Regions from separate parts of the Mus musculus genome. Here region 1 is linked to region 2. A link is a contact called in public HiChIP or PLAC-seq data. All regions are on one chromosome and are shown on one strand. The core of a region is the stretch at or near the end of the contact, and the rest is flanking DNA. Distances in the headings are between cores, read along the strand shown. Region 1 holds the start of Chmp3 (charged multivesicular body protein 3). Region 2 holds the start of Eif2ak3 (eukaryotic translation initiation factor 2 alpha kinase 3).

Region 1 (4,305 bases), core at 391-2,890, 700 kb after region 2:
ATGTCCCACAGTCTATCCTACTCTTTCCTATATGCTATAGGTTTTTTCTTAATTGACATGTGATGCATCTATACAATGCATGAGACATTCTCTATAACAGTGACTTAGATTTATCCTGTAAATTTAATGGAACGTAGAAGGGCTGAAGACAATGTGGTCATCCCCTATGTGGGTCTTTCCAACTGAGCTTTTAACCAGAGTTGGGACTTGTTGTCTTGGGCTTCTCTTTGAGGCTACTGCTTGTGCTGGGGAGATTCTTCTGACCCTCCCTTTGTTGTGTTCGAGTACCCCGATATGAGAATACCTCTTATCTATAGTGTCTTTATGATCAGACTTTCTAAATTAAAAGAGGCAAGTTTGCTAAAAGCAAGGAGAATTAGTTGTTGGAGTGGTAGGAGGAAAGGGCTGGCTTGGTAGCAAATAAACAAATACTCTGAAAACAAACAAAAGTAAACAAACCCTCCCTCTGCATGAGAACAAAATAACAGGGTATCCAACCAGTTCAGAATAAACCAATGGACCATTGACAAAACACAAGGAAGGCCAAAGCTCAGAAGGAATTCAGCATCCACCTGAAGACGCAGCACAGCCAGGCACAGAACGCTTCATGTTCGTACCTGGTGCCCACCCGGGTGAAAGTGTGAATTAAAATGGGCAAAGTGGATGGCAGGTGCCATAAGTATGCCAGTTTAGTTCCTTTGTGTTTTAAAAGAGATTAGGAAACAAAAATCAGTAAAGGCCAAGGGAAGAGTCAGAGGAATGGATGTGGACAACATATCACATTCATGAATGAAATTCTCCAACAATAACATTTTAAAAATAATAAAGAAAATTAGGAGTCTGATTTCCTCTCCACCCAGCCAGTGGCCATATTACAATTTATAGAAAGCTATGATATGAAAGCCAGAACATATGCAGACTTAACTGTAAGATATACTAACTGGTTCCTTCCCAGAGGGAATAGACAATGGACCCAGGTTGCCTCTGTTCCATTAGAGAATATTTATGTTTATCATTAAAGTTTCAGTAAAGAAAATAGGGTTTTTTTTAAAAAAGATTTCCCCGGTGTTTGTTTTTTAAAGGTAAGATGAGGCTGTAGAAGTGGCTTCCTGTTCTTCCAGGGGCCCAAGTTTCCTTGCACAGTTCCTTGTCTATGAATCCATTTCTTTAATGTGTGCAGAATGCAAGTCTTTTGTTATCTCTTCTTTAAAAGTTAGTTTCAGCTGACTCGTGCAGGTCTGTTTAACCTTAATCTTACAAGCGAAACAAATGTTATAATCTGTTGAATCAATCCCTTCTTCTCCAGCTTCAGCATAAGATCACTGCTAGAACTTTTAAGACTTCCTACAAAGGGGAAAGAAGGCGATGTCAAGTTTTCGAGTAGGTGTGTAGATTTGCAGTCTGTGAGGTGACTACGGACCCAAAGAGAAACCCATCCACAAATATCTGGGAAGTGGTTGTAAATATGCGTGACAGCGTTGAGATATATATTTCTGGGCTAGCTGACAGGTTTTGGGTGTAGGCAATAAATATCTTAAGAGTTACTTCTATACTTCACTTAAGCTCCCTTATGAGCAATGGTGTCATCCACACTGTAGAACCCCACCCAACTTAACTCTGCGCCTGCGCCGCGCGCGTGCGTACTAGCCCTGCTGCCGCCGCGCCCTTCTCTGGGCGTCTGATTCCCTTCCTCCCAGCCCCGCCCAGGCGGCTGCCCGTGACCTGCCTGGGCGCAGGGAACGGAAAGTCGGAAGGGGTAAGAGGAGTTCAGTTCATCATGGGACTCTTTGGAAAAACCCAGGAGAAGCCTCCCAAAGAGCTGGTAAGGGCCAGCGACCGGGGAAGCTCCGCAGCGGAGGTGGGAACAGCCAGCTGCGCTCTCAGGCTGGCCCCTATTTCCGGGGCCTTCCACTCTGCCGAGGGGCCGAGGGAAGAGTTTAGGATTGGGATGTGAGGAGAAGCGCGCCTTGGCCGCTCGGCGTCCGACCCGGGTGTGTAGGGCCTGGTTAGGAGCACCTCGGCCTCGCCCCCAGGCGCTGGAGGCGCCACGCCGCCGGGCCCCGAGGAAGCACTCTCTCCCCTGCGCGCGGTGGTACGGGCCGCCCGGAACCTTTCTCCTGCGCAAGCCCCGCCCCCGCGCCGGCCTGCAGACCACCCGGAGGACTTGCCCTAGACCGGAAGGTTGTGTGCGGTGAACCGGGTCGGAGCCCCCAAAAAGTCCAGGCACCTGCCAGGCAGGTCCTTTTCTCGCTCTCCTCTGTGTGCAGGGAAGCCCGACTTGTGTTTATTCTAGAAGCTCAGTTCTCTCAGGCCCTACCCATAAGGATGCTACCGAAAACAGTTCGGATCCTACTCTGAATCCTTAGATCTGCCTATCAATTGAGTTATTTTAGAAACCAAGTATCAGCCGCCTAAGTTTGAGTCCTACTTTTAGACGTCTCGGCTCTCTGATCTCGAAAAACTTGTCCGAGACTTCTCCTATGTCAAGTAGGAAGAGTGCTACCGCAGTAATTGACCATTGAAGGATGTGAAGTTTGAGCTAGTAGTGGTAGTGAAGGTGCATTCTTTTTTTTGTTTTGTTTTTGTTTTTTTCGAGACAGGGTTTCTCTGTGTAGACCTGGCTGTCCTGGAACTCTCTTTGTAGACCAGGCTGGCCTCGAACTCAGAAATCCGCCTGCCTCTGCCTCCCAAGTGCTGGGATTAAAGGCATGCGCCACCACCGCCCAGCGTGAAGGTGCATTCTTTACACACCCAGCCTTATTACTGACCACCAGTAGTCGCACCAACAGTACCAGCTCCCAGCACATAGCACTTGTGGGGTCCCATTCCAGACCTACTAAATCAGATTTAAATTATGACTATCCCGAGTGGTTAGAATGTGCCTTGACCTTTGAGAAGCACTGTTTCTACAGCACTCAAACTTGTCCTTCTAAACCTTTAGTTCACTTATGGAAGTGTAGCTGTCAAGCCAGTCTAATTAACGTTGCCATTTTCCGGTGCGTGTTCTTTTTTTTTTTTTTTTTTAAGAGGGGTACTTTACTAGAGGAGAAATTGACATTACATTCTTAGCAATGACACTTATTATTTAAAATAATGGAAACGTTAAACGAGTAATGTACATACCAGGCATAAGTTTAAATAGTAATAAGACTGTTTTCTTTAGACTATCTCAACTTATGGATGACAAAGCTAAAGCCACACACTAGTAATGATTTACTTATCTTCAAGAAGAGTATACAAATACCACAAAATGGTCTACATAATGTTCTGAAGTGAAATTGTATGCTTGTCTCATTTAAGTTCCACATGTTCAGTTTTATACGAGAGAGCAAAATGTAACAGGTGAATGAAAGTTCTTAATAAGAAAAGGTTTTAAGAGATGCAGTGTGGCCTGCAGTTCAGCTGCTTGGTCATTTTCAGGACATTCCTGAAAGCAAGAGTTCAAGGGCAGACTAGACAGTGGCTCAGAAAGCAAAGATTTTTCGGGAAAGTCTGGGTGTTGTAGTTTCTGAGACATTACCATGCATTCGTTTTAAAAATTTAATCCCCACATTAAAAATGAAAGTAACATTGTAAAAGTAAAGACTTTAGAGTTGGCTGTTCATCATCCTGCAAGGTCTGTGTCTTGCCCTTAACTTTTTCCGGTGTGTTATTTTATGTGAAATGGAAGTTGGATGTAAACTTGATGAGATCCAAGTTAAACTAATTTAGCAAGAATGTCTGGGCGCGTGGTGGCGCACACCTTTAATCCCAGCACTCGGGAGGCAGAGGCAGGCAGATTTCTGAGTTTGAGGCCAGCCTGGTCTACAAAGTGAATTCCAGGACAGCCAGGGCTATACAGAGAAACCCTGTCTCGAAAAAAAAAAAAAAAGTCTCACAAGGAAGTGTGAACTTCGTACTATGTACATGTTAAAAAATAGTTCTGGGTGTGTACTGGCTAGTTTTGTGTCAACTTGACACAGGCTGGAGTTATCACAGAGAAAGGAGATCCAGCTGCAAGGCATTTTCTCAATTAGTGATCAAGGGGGAAAGGCCCCTTGTGGGTGGAACCATCTCTGGGCTGGTAGTCTTGATTCTATAAGAGAGCAGGCTGAGCAAGCCGGGGAAGCAAGCCAGTAAAGAACATCCCTCCATGGCCTCTGCATCAGCTCCTGCTTCCTGACCTGCTTGAGTTCCAGTCCTGACTTCCTTTGGTGATGAACAGCAATGTGGAAGTGTAAGCCTAATAAACCCTTTCCTCCCCAACTTGCTTCTTGGTCATGATGTTTTGTGCAGGAATAGCAACCCTGACTAAGACAGGGTGGA
Region 2 (4,078 bases), core at 451-2,950:
CAAGGCTGTGTTTTGCACAGAAAAGATGGGAAGATTGTCAGAGTCATAGGTAGCAGGTAACTCCAAGGGAAGAGTTTCTTCCAGACACAACAGTACCAGTATACATACGAGCTTAAAATGGAATCTTTAAAAATAAATAAAAAGAGAAAGGGACCATATGAGCAGAGGAAAGTTCACATGAAGAAGCAATAGAGTAGCCATCTAACAAACCAAAAGGGGCCTCAGAAGAACTCGATTCTGATGGCTCCCGATGGAGGAATTCTAGCCTCTAGAACACATATGCTAGAGGGAATTTGCTATGACAGCCCTGGAGAATTAATATACAGGGCAAGAACTTCCGGTCCTTGGCTTTCATCCTAAGCAACACAGGGTAAGTTGAAGGTCATATCCTGCCCTGTAGGGAAGCAGGAAAACAAGGGACAAAATGTCTCATAGAGGAAAGGCTGAGTTCCACAGTGGAGGACACTTAGGAGGAAAAACGGGACTCCTCTTCGAATTTATTAAAACCATGTGAGTGAATCAGAGCAATCTGGGTGGAGCTGAGGAATACTAATGCCTGTGCAGTGTGTGTGAGATGAGAGAGGACAGGAAGACAAGGCGCTTTAGAGATTTGTTGTACAGAAGAGAGAAGGAATGTGGTGAGAACTAAAGGGAGAAATGGGTTTATAGGGATTGGGGCTGAGTGGAAATTAAGTGTGCTTCATGCAGATGGAGACCAGCGTACACAAACTGCCAACATCATTAAAAATCTTCCCAGTGTTTGGTTGGTGTTCTGAGTACACTGCTGAAGGATGCAACTTCTTACTCTTCCACACACCAGCTCTGAAATCTTCAGGGTATTCGCAACTACTTTAAGAGAATTTTAAACGCTTTGGTCAAACATTTGAACCTTCCCCACTTTGGTCGTTGTCGTTCTATTTCTCCTGAGGGCAGTGTAAAGCATGCCAAACCAACCGGGAGACTTAATAAATTTTTGTGACTGTGTGACCTTGTGCAGATTACTTCAAGTGCGCCAGGCCTGGGATCCTCCTTTATAAACAGGTTAAGAGGCGTTCCGGGCGCTCTGGGTTATCTGTTCTACAGATCACTGTCATCTCTATCAAAGCTGTAATTGTAATTCTTAATACCTTCCTAGCCACAAATTGGGCAACTCCTGAACTTCTAAGGACACATGACCTGTGCAGTCACTTTCCCCCAACTCTCATCCCTTCTTTCCAAATAAATTCGGCTTGGGAATAGCAAAAGCATCTATCCCTTTAAGATCAGCCACCTCCCGGCCACCCGGGACTCCTTTCCACTCTTCTTCCTTTCACAGGGGACGGTCCTCTTCACACTCAGAATCGGCCACGTACTAAGTGCCGCTTCCAACCAATCAAGAAGCAGTTAGCTCAGGCCTTTGAGGAGCATCCACTTTCACCAATAATCTCCAAGCTTTTCCCAGCGCCTCACTTTGAGGGGCGAGGCCAATCAGGGAATGGACCAATCCGTTCCAGAAGTGGCATTAGGGAACTGAAATGATTCACCAATCGCCTAAGAAGACTCTGGGGAGGGGCATTTCTCATTGGCCGTCGTTCCCGGAAAAGGGCCGGACTGCCACAGGGAAAACTACAATTTGATTGGTAGGTATAATGTTGACAACAAGGAACGCGTCTGCCTGGCTCGGAGTGGCAAGGCGCGCAACCAATCGCAGAGCAGACGCACGGAACCCTCGCTCAATGGGCGATGTCTGCACAAGGCTGTCACTCAGGTGGCAGTGGCTGAGACGTGGCCGGGCAGCTCTGCTGCTGCGGCGCGAAGTCGAGAGGCGGCGGGGTCCGTGGCGCGCGCTCGCAGTGCTCCGAGGCTCCGAGCGGCGAGACGGGCGGGCGCCGACGGCAGGGTCTCCATGCCCGCGCGTGGGGCGGGCCGCTGATGGAGCGCGCCACCCGGCCCGGGCCGCGCGCGCTGCTGCTGCTTCTGTTCCTGCTGCTGGGCTGCGCGGCGGGGATCTCGGCGGTCGCGCCCGCCCGCAGTTTGCTTGCTCCCGCGTCGGAGACAGTGTTTGGCTTAGGGGCAGCGGCCGCCCCGACTTCGGCCGCGCGGGTGCCTGCGGTGGCAACGGCCGAAGTGACCGTGGAGGACGCCGAGGCATTGCCGGCTGCCGCTGGCGAACCGGAGTCACGCGCGACGGAGCCCGATGACGACGTGGAACTGCGGCCTCGCGGCAGGTGAGAGGTTGGGAACTAGGGTCGGGGCACCTCTCGCAGGGATGCGAGTGACTGCGGACAAAGCAGAGAGCCGCGACACCTTCCTGTCCCACTCTGAGCGCCTGCCTGGTCCTGGCTGTGGGAGGGCAACAGCATCTTTAAAGGAGGATGAGGGATGCCTGGAGAATGCAACACCCGGCTTAGGGAAGAAAGTCACTTCCCCGCTTTCATTGTTTTCGGGCTTTAACCATATGCACTTTACACTCCCATTCCCAAATACTTGACTCGTTCTGTCCTGATTCTGTTGCGACAGGTAAAACGACTTTCAAAAGAGATGCCTACATTTATCCTTCAAATACAAGTCTGTTGTGGCTCCTGGTCGAGGGTTTTGATTTTCTGTTTCTCTAATTGAGATATGCGGGAACACCTGCATCAGAATTACCAGGGGGATGCTGGTTAAATGGACAGTTTTCTAGGCTCCGCCCCGGTTTTACTAAACCAGACCTTTTCTGGGTAAGAACAAGCACTCTCAAGAGCTCCGAACACACTTAGAGGTTAAAGTTTAAGGAGTGTGCTTGGGTTCTTTTATCCTAGCAGCTTTTTGATATTTAAAGGGGGTTAGCATAGTTTATTTCAGTTGGATTTCTTAGCCTTATAAACATACAAATTCAAGAGACAAGTTTTAAAGCAATTTTCAAAGTCTGCACAGAATGTAAAATACTTTAATAAAGTATTTTTCAGATAGCATGTGTGGAGAAAGTGGCACTATTTAATAGAAAGAATGCTAAAAGAGCATTAGGTAAATTAAGAGCTGCATCTAAATTAGAACATATCTAAGTTTGTAACATAGTAGTTATAGATTATAAAAAGTATCAGAACCTTGATCTAGGTACCCAGTGATTACCAGAAATAAACAGGGCAAGCCCTAAAATTCTCCATACACCATTTGAATAGTTATATTTAAGAATGTTTAAGTAATAAAGAATACAATTTCATCTATTTGCGAATGTATGAACTCTCCTAGATGAGTGAAACAGCTGTGAAGAGTAAATTACACGAAGTAGAGAGAACTATTCTGTTTTCCTTAGAACACACACCTGCAGCAGCAGGGACTTTCTAAAGCTGAGCAGAACCCCTGGGGTTATGGAGGTAGAGCAGGAAGCCTCTGCTCTTGGAAGGAATACGCAGTCAATCCAGCAATCGGGATGAAGCAGAAGGTCCTAACTGTAGGGCGGTTCAAATGAACAGTAGAAAGCAGTACAAAGGAACTGTCATGGGTGATGCACAGTTTGCTGGTGTATGCTGTGTAAGGCAAGGGATGAGGTAGGTTTATAGATAAGAAATGGCTGTGACAGAATGATTTGGTTCTTAAAAATGGGTAGAATTCTGATAGATGGTGGACTTAAGACAGCAAGAAGAATGGGGGTTGGAAATTATATTGAGACCATTTTGGGGAGCGTGTGTGCGTGTGTGCGTGTGTGTGTGTGTGTGTGTGTGTGTGTATTCTTCGCCTAACAGCATTATCACTTGGAACCACGTTAGACCTCCAGAATCAAGTACCTCCCAACCTACTAAGCACCTGCCTTGTAATAGATCACTGTGTGATTTATATACACATTAGTCTGAGAAATCTTAATCTTGAATGGTCAGGTCTATTTCTCTAGCAACAAGGTTTACTGAAACAAGGTAAAGATACTAGTATTATATTCCATTACTTGGGACTAATATGAGAGATAGTTGAAGCAAAATCTTAGTTCCTAGCAAGTGAGTTGGTTCTTCATCTCTTGATACAGCTGTATAAAGATCAAGAGTTAGTGGCCAGAAAATGATAGCAAACAGGAACATCAAGAGGCTTAGAGAATCTGGGAAGAAAAGGTAAGGGATGTTGGTCC

Evidence for each region. HiChIP or PLAC-seq counts read pairs in DNA pulled down with a chosen protein or histone mark.
Region 1: a contact with region 2 is called in a FOXA1 HiChIP or PLAC-seq map of pancreatic cancer cells. The contact joins the promoter of Chmp3 here to the promoter of Eif2ak3 in region 2. A contact is called at or near these places in 2 of 115 datasets of contacts at active chromatin or transcription factors (extraembryonic endoderm stem cells and pancreatic cancer cells).

What each region holds. Positions count from the first base shown.
Region 1 is chr6:71,542,212-71,546,516 of GRCm38.p6, forward strand. Chmp3 (charged multivesicular body protein 3) reads left to right here and starts at 1,641. Exons shown (of 6, transcript NM_025783.4): 1 at 1,641-1,822. The coding sequence starts at 1,778.
Region 2 is chr6:70,842,815-70,846,892 of GRCm38.p6, forward strand. It overlaps Eif2ak3 (eukaryotic translation initiation factor 2 alpha kinase 3), which reads left to right and starts at 1,701. Exons shown (of 17, transcript NM_010121.3): 1 at 1,701-2,207. The coding sequence starts at 1,912.